Regions from separate parts of the Mus musculus genome. Here all the other regions are linked to region 3. The links are chromatin contacts, called in public HiCAR-type and HiChIP or PLAC-seq maps. All regions are on one chromosome and are shown on one strand. The core of a region is the stretch at or near the end of the contact, and the rest is flanking DNA. Distances in the headings are between cores, read along the strand shown.

Evidence for each region. HiCAR-type assays count read pairs that join an accessible place to other places. HiChIP or PLAC-seq counts read pairs in DNA pulled down with a chosen protein or histone mark.
Region 1: a HiCAR-type map of astrocytes shows a contact between it and region 3, with 4 times the contacts expected there. The contact joins the promoter of Map1s here to the promoter of Pbx4 in region 3. A contact is called at or near these places in 1 of 39 promoter capture datasets (neutrophils) and 1 of 115 datasets of contacts at active chromatin or transcription factors (astrocytes).
Region 2: a contact with region 3 is called in an H3K27ac HiChIP or PLAC-seq map of microglia, with 6 times the contacts expected there. The contact joins the promoter of Dda1 here to the promoter of Pbx4 in region 3. A contact is called at or near these places in 1 of 39 promoter capture datasets (liver), 1 of 484 Hi-C or Micro-C datasets (B cells), 2 of 115 datasets of contacts at active chromatin or transcription factors (forebrain and microglia) and 1 of 9 other capture datasets (liver).

The regions. Positions count from the first base shown.
Region 1 is chr8:70,904,716-70,908,076 of GRCm38.p6, forward strand. It overlaps Map1s (microtubule-associated protein 1S), which reads left to right and starts at 1,259. Exons shown (of 7, transcript NM_173013.3): 1 at 1,259-1,412. The coding sequence starts at 1,289.
Region 2 is chr8:71,467,775-71,470,964 of GRCm38.p6, forward strand. It overlaps Dda1 (DET1 and DDB1 associated 1), which reads left to right and starts at 1,420. Exons shown (of 5, transcript NM_025600.2): 1 at 1,420-1,551. The coding sequence starts at 1,549.
Region 3 is chr8:69,831,292-69,834,410 of GRCm38.p6, forward strand. It overlaps Pbx4 (pre B cell leukemia homeobox 4), which reads left to right and starts at 1,333. Exons shown (of 8, transcript NM_001024954.2): 1 at 1,333-1,560. The coding sequence starts at 1,418.

The sequences.
Region 1 (3,361 bases), core at 9-2,508, 1.1 Mb after region 3:
GAAGCTCAGACCATGGCTTGAGGACTTGGCTGATGCTACGGACTGATGGAGGAAGTTGGCTTGGGGAAGTCCTTTACAGAACGTCTGTCAGCAGCAGGCTTGATTTGGGTTCCTGATGCATCACACCAGTCCTGAATTGCCTTTGCTTGTTTTTCATTTATTTTAAAAGTCTGTCTGTCTGTCTTGTCAACACTGTGTACACCAGTGTTGGCCTTGAACTCACAAAGATCCTCTTGCCTCTGTCTCTAGAGAGATGATGAGGTTAAAGGCATGAATCTTTGTCTTTTTAAATTGTTGTTTCTTTTTGATATATGACTTGATGTAGCCTAGGCTGGACTCATATTTGTTAGGTAGTGGAGGTTGACTGTGAATGGAAGCACCTGGCTGGGCTTAGTTGTTTACTCCAGAGACAGAAGGCTCACTCTTGAGGGGAGCCAGCTGGTCCTTCTTGGGGTGAACAGCATTTCAAATACTTAACATGGAATGGCCAAAAAAGAAGTAAGATTGGACTGGGTGGTGGTGGAGCACACCTTTGAATTCAGCACTCAGGAGGCAGAAGCAGGCAGATCTCTGTGAATTTGAGGCCAGCCTGATCTAGAGAGCAAGTTCCGAGACAGCCAGGGCTACACAGAAAGACCCTGTTTCGAAAAACAAATAAACCAAGATGCAAGTTTGGGGTGAAAATGTTCCAGGTCTGAGTGGGAGCCACATAAGCAGTCTCCATCACACATAGCCCTAGTGAATCCCAAGCTGTCTACTGTCCCAACGTGTGGGAAGCTGTGGAGGCAGGAAGATCACAGTCCCAGGGTCATCTAGAGACAACCTGACTTGGTGTCAGATAGGCTTGGTGACTTTACCCCTCCAAAATGTCCTTTCTTCCAAAATGACCCGGCCCAGCACACACACCTAGCAAGCAGCTACACATCCCCAAGCTCTCTTCTGTCCAGGTTCTAACTCAGGAAGCTCGCAGGACCTAGCCGACTCTGGTTCTGTGCAGAACCCCTGTGATGGAATGAGTTTTCGGGGGACAGAGATTCTAAGCGTTGCTTAGCGGGAGAATGAATGAGGGAATGAATGAAAAATGAATGGATGAAATTTGGGAGGGATAACGGTATCTTAGTACACAGCCAGTCTCAGTCCTCTTCGGGCTCCCAAAGCCTAGCGGGCATTGACAGAGGGGTGGAGAGGAGGGGGCGCTTCCGGCCGGGGTCTCCGGTGCTTCCGGTAAGCTCCCTGAAGGGGCGTGGCCAGCGGGGCGGGGCGCTCAGAGCGTCGGGGCGGTGCGAAGATGGCGGCAGTGATGGCGGCGCCGGAGGCTGTGGAGGCGCCCAGCTCCCTACTGTTGCTGGTGGTGGGTGGCGAGTGTGGCTGCCCCGGGCTGCTGGCCTACGTCATGGAGGAGTTGGAACGAGGTCGGGTCCGTGGGGACTTGGGGCGGTGGCAGCGGGGCGGGGCGGGGCGTCCGGGGCTGGGGGTTCCGGCGCGCGGCGGGCCGGGGTCCGGGTGGGGTGCGGGGTCCCTGGACGCAACGTTCCGGGCGTGGCCTACGATCCAGACGGGCATAGGGTTGCGCACGTGCCTAGCGGCGGCCTGGACAAAACTCTGCCACACGGGTTACTGGGTCTGGGTGGGGCGCGGCAGGCTGGGATCCGCGTGGGGCACGTTAGATGTGGCGTCACATTCCGGGGATACAGGGTTCGGGGAGCGGCCTGCGGCCGGGTGGGCGCTGCGTCCCCGACTTCGGGGTTCTGGCGGTGTGCGGCCTCACTCCCACGGCCCCTCCCTTCGCCTGGCTGGCAAGTTCCCCCGGCGCCCGGGGGCCTGCTTTCCGGGGGTGCTAATTGGTGCGTGGGTGGCGCGGCCGCCCCGGGGATGCTTGGCACGAGGGGAGCTGACTCAGGCGCACCTGCCACACTGGGGCATCGAGCGCAGCAGCATCCTCTGCAATGGGGTAGCGAATGCGATGCCTATGCCTGTTACCCCTGCAGTCGTGAGCTGAGGCCAGAGGAGCACTGCAAGTTCCAGGCCAGTCTGGGCTACAAGACAACCTATTCAAAATAAGTGCTGGGATTCAGTCGATAGATCTAAAGTTGCCTGGAGTGCTTGATCATGGGCTTCATCCCCAGCATTCTTCACTTGTCATCTCAGCACCTTTGAGATGCACATCAGATAAAGGGCTTGTCCTTAACTTCATAGAGCAGTTGTATTCAGCATGGACTACGTGAGACCATGTCTCAAAAAAAAATCAAATCCCCAGAACAATGTAGAATGCCCATCGAGGTGCATGGTCCTTGGGCCTAAGTGGGACAGCCTCAGCATACAGGCTGGGCTGAACGACAGGCAGTGTCCCTTGTCTTCTGAGAAGTGCTGATGTGCTGGGGAAGAGGACTCAAAGCAAGCAAGACTTCCATGGTGTCAGGGTACTTGAGGATGCTGAAGGCCTAGAGCAGGAGTTGCCTAGAGCAGGAGTTCTCAGCCGGTGATTCATGACCCTTCTGGAGAGGGGCTGCATATCAGATATTTACAGTTTGTAACTAGTAAAATTAGTTATCAAGGAGCAACAAAAATAACTTTATGAGGCTGGAGAGGTGGCTCAGTGATTAAGAGCAAACTTTTTCCAGAGAACCTGAATGAGGTGGAAACTTAAGGGTACTTTGGAAAGTCAGTTGGATGGGGTTTTGCTGGGGGCAAATGTGAAAGAATGTTTCATTAAAATAGATAAAGATATAAAAAGCTAAGGACAGACTTGTAAAGGAACATTTCCCTGAAGCAGACACAGGAGAGAGGATTTTCTACTAAAACAAACACATAAAAAGACACATGGTAAAAGATTCTTTACTAATAATAACACACATATACTGGTCCGCCTTACATTGTGCTGAGACCACACACACACAGAAAAAAACCAAAAAACTTGTGATGGTAGTCTACAGTTTCTTGCCACTTCTGCAGTCTGGCTGATTAGGTACAGGTGCTGAGATAAGACCCATAGTGGACTTGTGCTTGGAGGCTATAAATAGGACTCCAGAGAAAGACAGAGACAGAGCTTAGAGCTTGACTTGCTGGTACATCCAACTGTTCAAAACTTGTGGGTCTTGCATCCTTGCTGATCTTCTCTTCCCTGAGGAAGGAACAGCTGAGAACTTCTGATGTTCCTGTTGGTCCCTCCTGCTGACTCGAGCTAAGGCTGAGGCCTGGCTATCTCTGCTAGGTGGTATCACCACTGTTTCGAACCCGACTCTACCAAGCTAGACTGCTGACATATCCATAAAGGATTTACAAATAGCTGGGCAGTGGTGGTGCATGCCTTGAATCTCAGCACTTGGGAGGCAGAGGCAGGCAGATTTCTGAGTTCGAGGCC
Region 2 (3,190 bases), core at 170-2,669, 1.6 Mb after region 3:
TGTCAGGGGGCTGGTGAGATGGCTCAGTGGGTAAGAGCACCCAACTGCTCTTCCGAAGGTCTGGAGTTCAAATCCCAGCAACCACATGGTGGCTCACAACCATCTGTAACAAGATCTGACGCCCTCTTCTGGTGTGTCTGAAGACAGCTACAGTGTACTTACATATAATAAATAAATCTTAAAAAAAAAAAAAAGCTGAGTGTTGCTGGTGTACACCTTTAATCCCAGCACTAGGTGGGGCAGAGGCAGGCAGATCTGTGAAATTGAGGCTAGCCTGGTCTTCAGAGTGCCAGGGCAGCCACAGTACAAGTAAAACCCTGGGTGCATGTGTGTCATTCCAGCACTCAGGAGGAGATAGCTACATCCTAAGGGAATTCCAGATCCAGCCTAGGCTACACAGACCTGTCTTAAAAACATGAAATTAGGAGGCTGGCCAGGTGGCTCAACTATAAAAAGCTCTTATCACCATGCCAGATGACCAGACCTTGATCCTGGACCACACAGGGTGGAAAGGACTCCCAAAAAGTAGCCCTCGTTACATGAAGACTGTTGTGTACACACACACACACACACTCATAATTCTTAAAATGTTATACAACTTTTTCTGAGACAAGGTATGCTGTGCTGGAAGTCTTGCTCTGTAGACCAGGCAGGCCTCAAATTCTGAGATCCATCACTTCTACCTCCTGTGTGTTGGGATTAAAGGAATGTGCCCCTACCCCCACATTTCCTCTCATGTATTTATTTGTTTGTTTGTTTGTTTAAAGACTTGTTTATGCATGCAGCGTTCTACCTACATGTATGCCTGCTGGCCAGAAGAGTGCACCAAACCTCATTATAGATGGTTAGCTGGGAATTGAACTCAGGACCTCTGGAAGAACAACCAGTGCTCTTAACCTTTGAGCCAATTCTCCAGCCCTACATTTTCTTAATAAGTCCATGTTAGCTCTACCTAAAATAACAAAAGCCTTACTTCTGCCATCCCAGGAATTCGGGTGGCTGAGGCAGGAGGATTGCTGCATGTTTAAAGTCAGCCTGTACTATGAGACCTCAAAAAAATGAACTGTAGGTTGAGATCCAGCATAGGAGGCTGTGAGTTGGATGAACTCATTACAATGAGCCTTCCAGGGACATCATAGAAAAGGTGGAGCAGCTCCTAGAAGGAGCAGAGCCCTGCCGCATCGCTGGCGACCTGTGAACTACAACTCCCAGGACGCATCGCGCGGGTCGCCACCCACGTCCGGATCTCAAGTTCTTACTTCCCAAGCCCCGGGCGGGGTTTGATCCTTCAACCGAACTCGACGACGAAGGCGGAGATGCAGAGACCAATTATAACGCGAACGAGCACCGGTCGGCCAATGGGAGCGCGTCGGGCGCGGCCGCCGTGAAGGGCGGGGCCACCACGCGGGCCAATGACGCGCGGTGCTGTCGCCATCGGAGTGAGCTGCGCGGCGGCTGGAAGTGGCTGTGCGGCGGCTACTGGGAAGGAGGCTGCGGCTGCGGCGGCGGCGGCGGCGGCGGCGGTCCGGGTGGCAGAAGACGCGGACGATGGTGAGCGCGGCCATGCGGCCTCCCTTACTGCCCGGCATGGCGCCATGGGGTCCCCCACTGTCTCTGAAGGCTCCCCGCCCTATCCCCCCCCACCAGCCCCGGCCCCGCCCCTCACGCTGACCTGTGACCTATGACCCTTCCCCCGATCCCTCCGAGGGCTGCCCATAGACCCCACTAGAGCTCTTTCTGCGAACCCTGACCCTAGGTATGCTTCCAGGCCCTGACAACTCATTCATTTCCGGGTCGCGACTGTCTCTTGTCTCCCCCTCCCGGAAATCGCTTGCGATGGGGTGGGGTCCCTTGAGACAGCCCCCCTCCCGCTCCGGGCTGTTCCTCGACATGGCTCCTCGGGTTCCGGGCGTTTGAGGTGCGGGTCTTGGTTCATCGTAGGGAGGGGGTTGTCACTGTCACATACAGGGCTTTGTCACTAAAGGAGGTGCGACATCGCGCCAGACCAGGTTCCCACCCCTTTCTCTCATCTCGAGCCCACACTTGTCCTTCTTCTTCCTTTTTGCAAAATGAGGGTGCCCACCCCTTAGGATGGGGTATCCACAGGGGCTAACACAGGCACCTGCCCACAGATGAGCTAAGGGACATTCTTCCCTCGCTGTCCCCCAGTCCTCAAGTGACGTGATTCCTGTAACCAGCTGGGAGTTCAAAACCTGCTCCGGGGTTGAGGCTTCCGTGGTTCTTTGGGATTGGGGTTCCCATCTGTGACCTGAGGCAGTGGCCATCCCTCACAGTTGGGCAATGATGAGTCCAGACCCCATATGCCAGCCCGCACCCTGGAGAATAGGTAGTGAACCCCACAGAAGAGTTTCTAGACAGGGAGAGTTGTGCTTTCCAGAGGCCTGTTCCACTTCCTCCCTACCCTCTCCCATCCCAGCCCTTTGGCCATCTTTAATTTACTTAGAATCAGGTTTTCAAAAAGGACACTTTGTGCGCTTTCTAACATATCAGGCATCCTTGAACCCCCCTGTGGTGAGTCTGTGCCTGGCTTCCTTTCATGGGCAGCACCCTGCTTTGTGACCTCATCCCCACCTGCTTAGCCCTTTCCTAGTGGCCACTTCCTCTGGTTCCCAAGTCCCTTCTGTCCCAGGACCTTTGCATCAGCTGCACCTCTGCCTGTGTGGCTTCCCTTGACCTCAAAGGCCCATGGGGGAGTTTACACCTATGTCTTGAGGCCTTATTAGCTCACAGGAGGAGGTTCTGTCTTCCTTTAGAAATGCAGACAGGTACACACTCATGCCTTAACCTGAGGGATCTCTGCTAGCCTTGCGCTCCCCCAGCCCCCATCTTGTTGCTTCCACCTCCCAAGTACTGGGGTGACAGCTGTGGGGGGCATAAGTAGAACAAGACAGTCTTCTGCATGGCTGCCCCAGACTTGCCTGGACCCCACACTAGCCTAGCTTTTGCTACCAAGCCACACATAACACCCTCTAGGCTAATGGACCCAGGTACCTTGGTTCTGGAGCCCCATGTCTATAGCAGTGCTCTGGCCTGGGGGTGTGGGGAGGGAACTTTGAAACCTGCACCCTGGGTGGTCTGGTGTGTTCCTTTTTTGAGCCAGAGCAGCCGATTAAAGGCGGAGAACAGAGACACTGAGGCTGCCTAGCCACGATCCAGGCCTGCAGAGGGG
Region 3 (3,119 bases), core at 83-2,582:
CAGATCATGTTACAGATGGTTGTGAGCCACCATGTGGTTGCTGGGATTTGAACTCTGGACCTTCAGAAGAGCAGTCGGGTGCTCTTACCCACTGAGCCATCTCACCAGCCCAGAAGAATTCTGAGGAGTCATAGAGTGGAGGACCCTGAGGGCTGCTGGGAGAACCCCAGGGCGGGGGGTGGGAGGGACTGTGAAAAGGACCAGAAATTTTGCGGAGCCTGGGACTCAGGTGTGAGAGGCCTTGAGGAAGAGGCAGGACTGGGGAGTGGGAATTCTGAGGAGCTGTGGGGAGCTATGAGGAGGAAGACCCACAGTTCTGAGGAAGTAGCCAGGGCAGTGAGGAGAGGGGAAGGCACTCTCAGTTACCAGTGAATTTGATATCAGTTTGAACTATATGAGGCACTGACTCAAGACGCTGAAAATTTAGGGTACAGATATAGTTAGGTTGGTAGGGTTTTGTCTGGTATGCTTGCTGCCCTGAATTCCATCCTCTTCACCACACAAACAGGGCCCTGTGGCACACAGCACTCATCCCAGCACTTAGGAGTTAGAGGTAGAAGAAAGTTCGAGATCATGCTCCAATCATAGCAAACTCGGGCAACCTTCATTACATAACAAACTTGAGGACAGCATGGGCAATAAGAGACTCTGTCTCAAGTTATTTTTGAAACAAGGTCTCTCTGTATAGCCCTGGCTGTCTGGAAACTATGTAGCCTAGGCTAGCCTAGAGCTCACAGAGATCCATCTCCCTGGTGTTGGGATTAAAGGCATGTGTCGCCTTGCCCACCCACAAATTTTTGAAATTTTTGAAAAATATGAAGATGGGGAGCAAACAGTGAGGATGCAAGCCTCTGAGGAAGTAAACTCAGATGTGAATGACTGTAAAGAACCCGGGCCCTGTGAAGAAGTGATAACCTAAACAGATCCAGGACTAAAGAGAAGGCAGAGGCACTGGAGTAAGCAAGGGACGAGGGCCTATGATGGGGAAGGTAGCCATAAAGTGCACCAGACTTAAGCAAATGCAGGCGGTAGTCGTTACCATGGCAACCCCAACCATGGGGTTCCTTTCTTACTGGCAGTTGAGAAAGGAAGTTTCTAGCTAGTCGCTGAGGAGGGGGAACAGTGCATGGTGCTGATTGGTGACGGCGCCCACAGGGGGCGTGTCCTGAGGGGTGGGAGGATCAGAAGAGAATTCCTGTTTCCTAGACAACCCTCAACCCTCAGCAGCCGTTGAGAAGCTGTTTGGGGCGCATCGCGAAGGAGAGGGTGATGCACGGCGAAGATAGATGAAAAGGGCGTTTTATTGGCTAGTGGACTTGAAGGAGGCGTGGTCCCTGGGTCTGCGGCGGTTGGCTGCTGCGCAAGCGCGAGAGCCCGGCGGGACCTGTCCCTCTGCGCTCGCTCGGGACTGTAGCCCATGGCCGCCCCTCTGCGTCCCGTGCCGCCACAGCCCGCCCCGCGCCGCCTGCCGACCACAGCTCCACTAGGCCATGACACGAGCGACGTCCTGCAGCAGATCATGGCCATCACCGACCAGAGCCTGGACGAGGCTCAGGCCAGGTGCGGCTCCCGGGCAGGAAGGGAAGGGGCGGAGGCGGGATGAGGATGGGACAGGTGCAGCTGAGCTTGGAGTGATGGACAGGCGGAGTGATCTTGGGCCAGAGGGAATGAAGGATACAAGAATTTGTCCTGGACTAAAGGGTGACTTCGTGAGGAAAGAGGGTATCAGAGTTATGGAGGTAAAAGCCCGGCCCTGGGAACAGGAGACATTGGAAGGGTTAAGTGATCTATTATTGGCGGACGCGTAGGGTTGGGGTAGGGCAAAGACCGCAAGTTTGCAAGTCACACAGTGGAAGAGAAGCTACTGAAGAGCCTGTACTAGAATGATCTGATACAGGATCCGTTGAGAACTTTCAGGAACGGATATGGGGAGCTGGGTGGACATAGAGGGCACCCGTCTTTTTATAGTTTTTATTTTCTCTTTGTGTGTATGTGTGTGTGCTCCCGACATGTGAGTAGAGATCTCCAGTTCTTTGGGAGTGTAGCGAGTACACTAAACCACTAAGCTCTCTCTCCAGTGTACCCACCCCCAACCTGGCAGGAGCTTTTATCACCAGGCTTGCTTCAAACTCATCATTTTTTTTAAAGAGTCAGTTATTTTATGTATATGAGTACACTGTAGCTGTCTTCAGACACACCAGAAGAGGGCATCAGATCCCATTACAGATGACTGTGAGCCACCAAGTGGTTGCTGGGAATTGAACTCAGGATCTCTGGAAGAGCAGTCAGTGCTCTTAACCACTGAGCCCTCTCTCCATCCCTCAAACTTATTAAAAGATAACCTTGGAAGGATCTTTGAGTTCGAGGCCAGCCTAGTCTGCAAAGCGAGTTCCAGGACAGCCAGGGCTACACAGAGAAACCCTGGCTAGAACCATCCAGAGACTCAAACAAACAAACAAACAAACAAAAGATAACCTTGAACTCCTGATCATGCAGTCTTTACCTTCAGAGTGCTGGGGTGAGAGTCATCCGCCACCCACTAACCACATCCCAAGGATTCCTTTTCTTTATATTTATTTGTCTGTTTGTTTGGGAGAGGACCTCATGTTTCCCAGGCTAGCCTGAAACTCTCCATACAACACATACAGTCCAGGATGATCTCCTGCCTCAGCCTCCCTGAGTGCATGTACCAGCACACCCAGCTCGTGTGATGCTCAGGCTGAACACAGGGCTTTGTGCATGCTAGGCCAGCACTCAGGGACCCATTTTAAAGCATTTCTTTCATATATGTGTGTGATGATGTGGCTTTGTGTGTATGTGCACGTGTGCATGCTGGTCCACATCGCGCATGTGTGTATTGAGGTAAGAGGTCACTATCAGCGGTCTTCCTCGATCATGCTCTGGCTTTTGCATTTACATTTATTTATGGACTGAAGCATGTATATGAAGTCTCAGAAGCCCTGAGAAAGTCAGTTCTTCCCTTCCACTCTGGTTCATGAGGTCAAGTTGGGATTTGGGTTATTTCCCTGCCTTGGGTTCCATAGACTTGGAGTGGCTGCAGAATTGCTGCTCCAGAGATGTAGAAGGGGAAGAAGCCAGGAGTCCGTTCTTGCACAGGT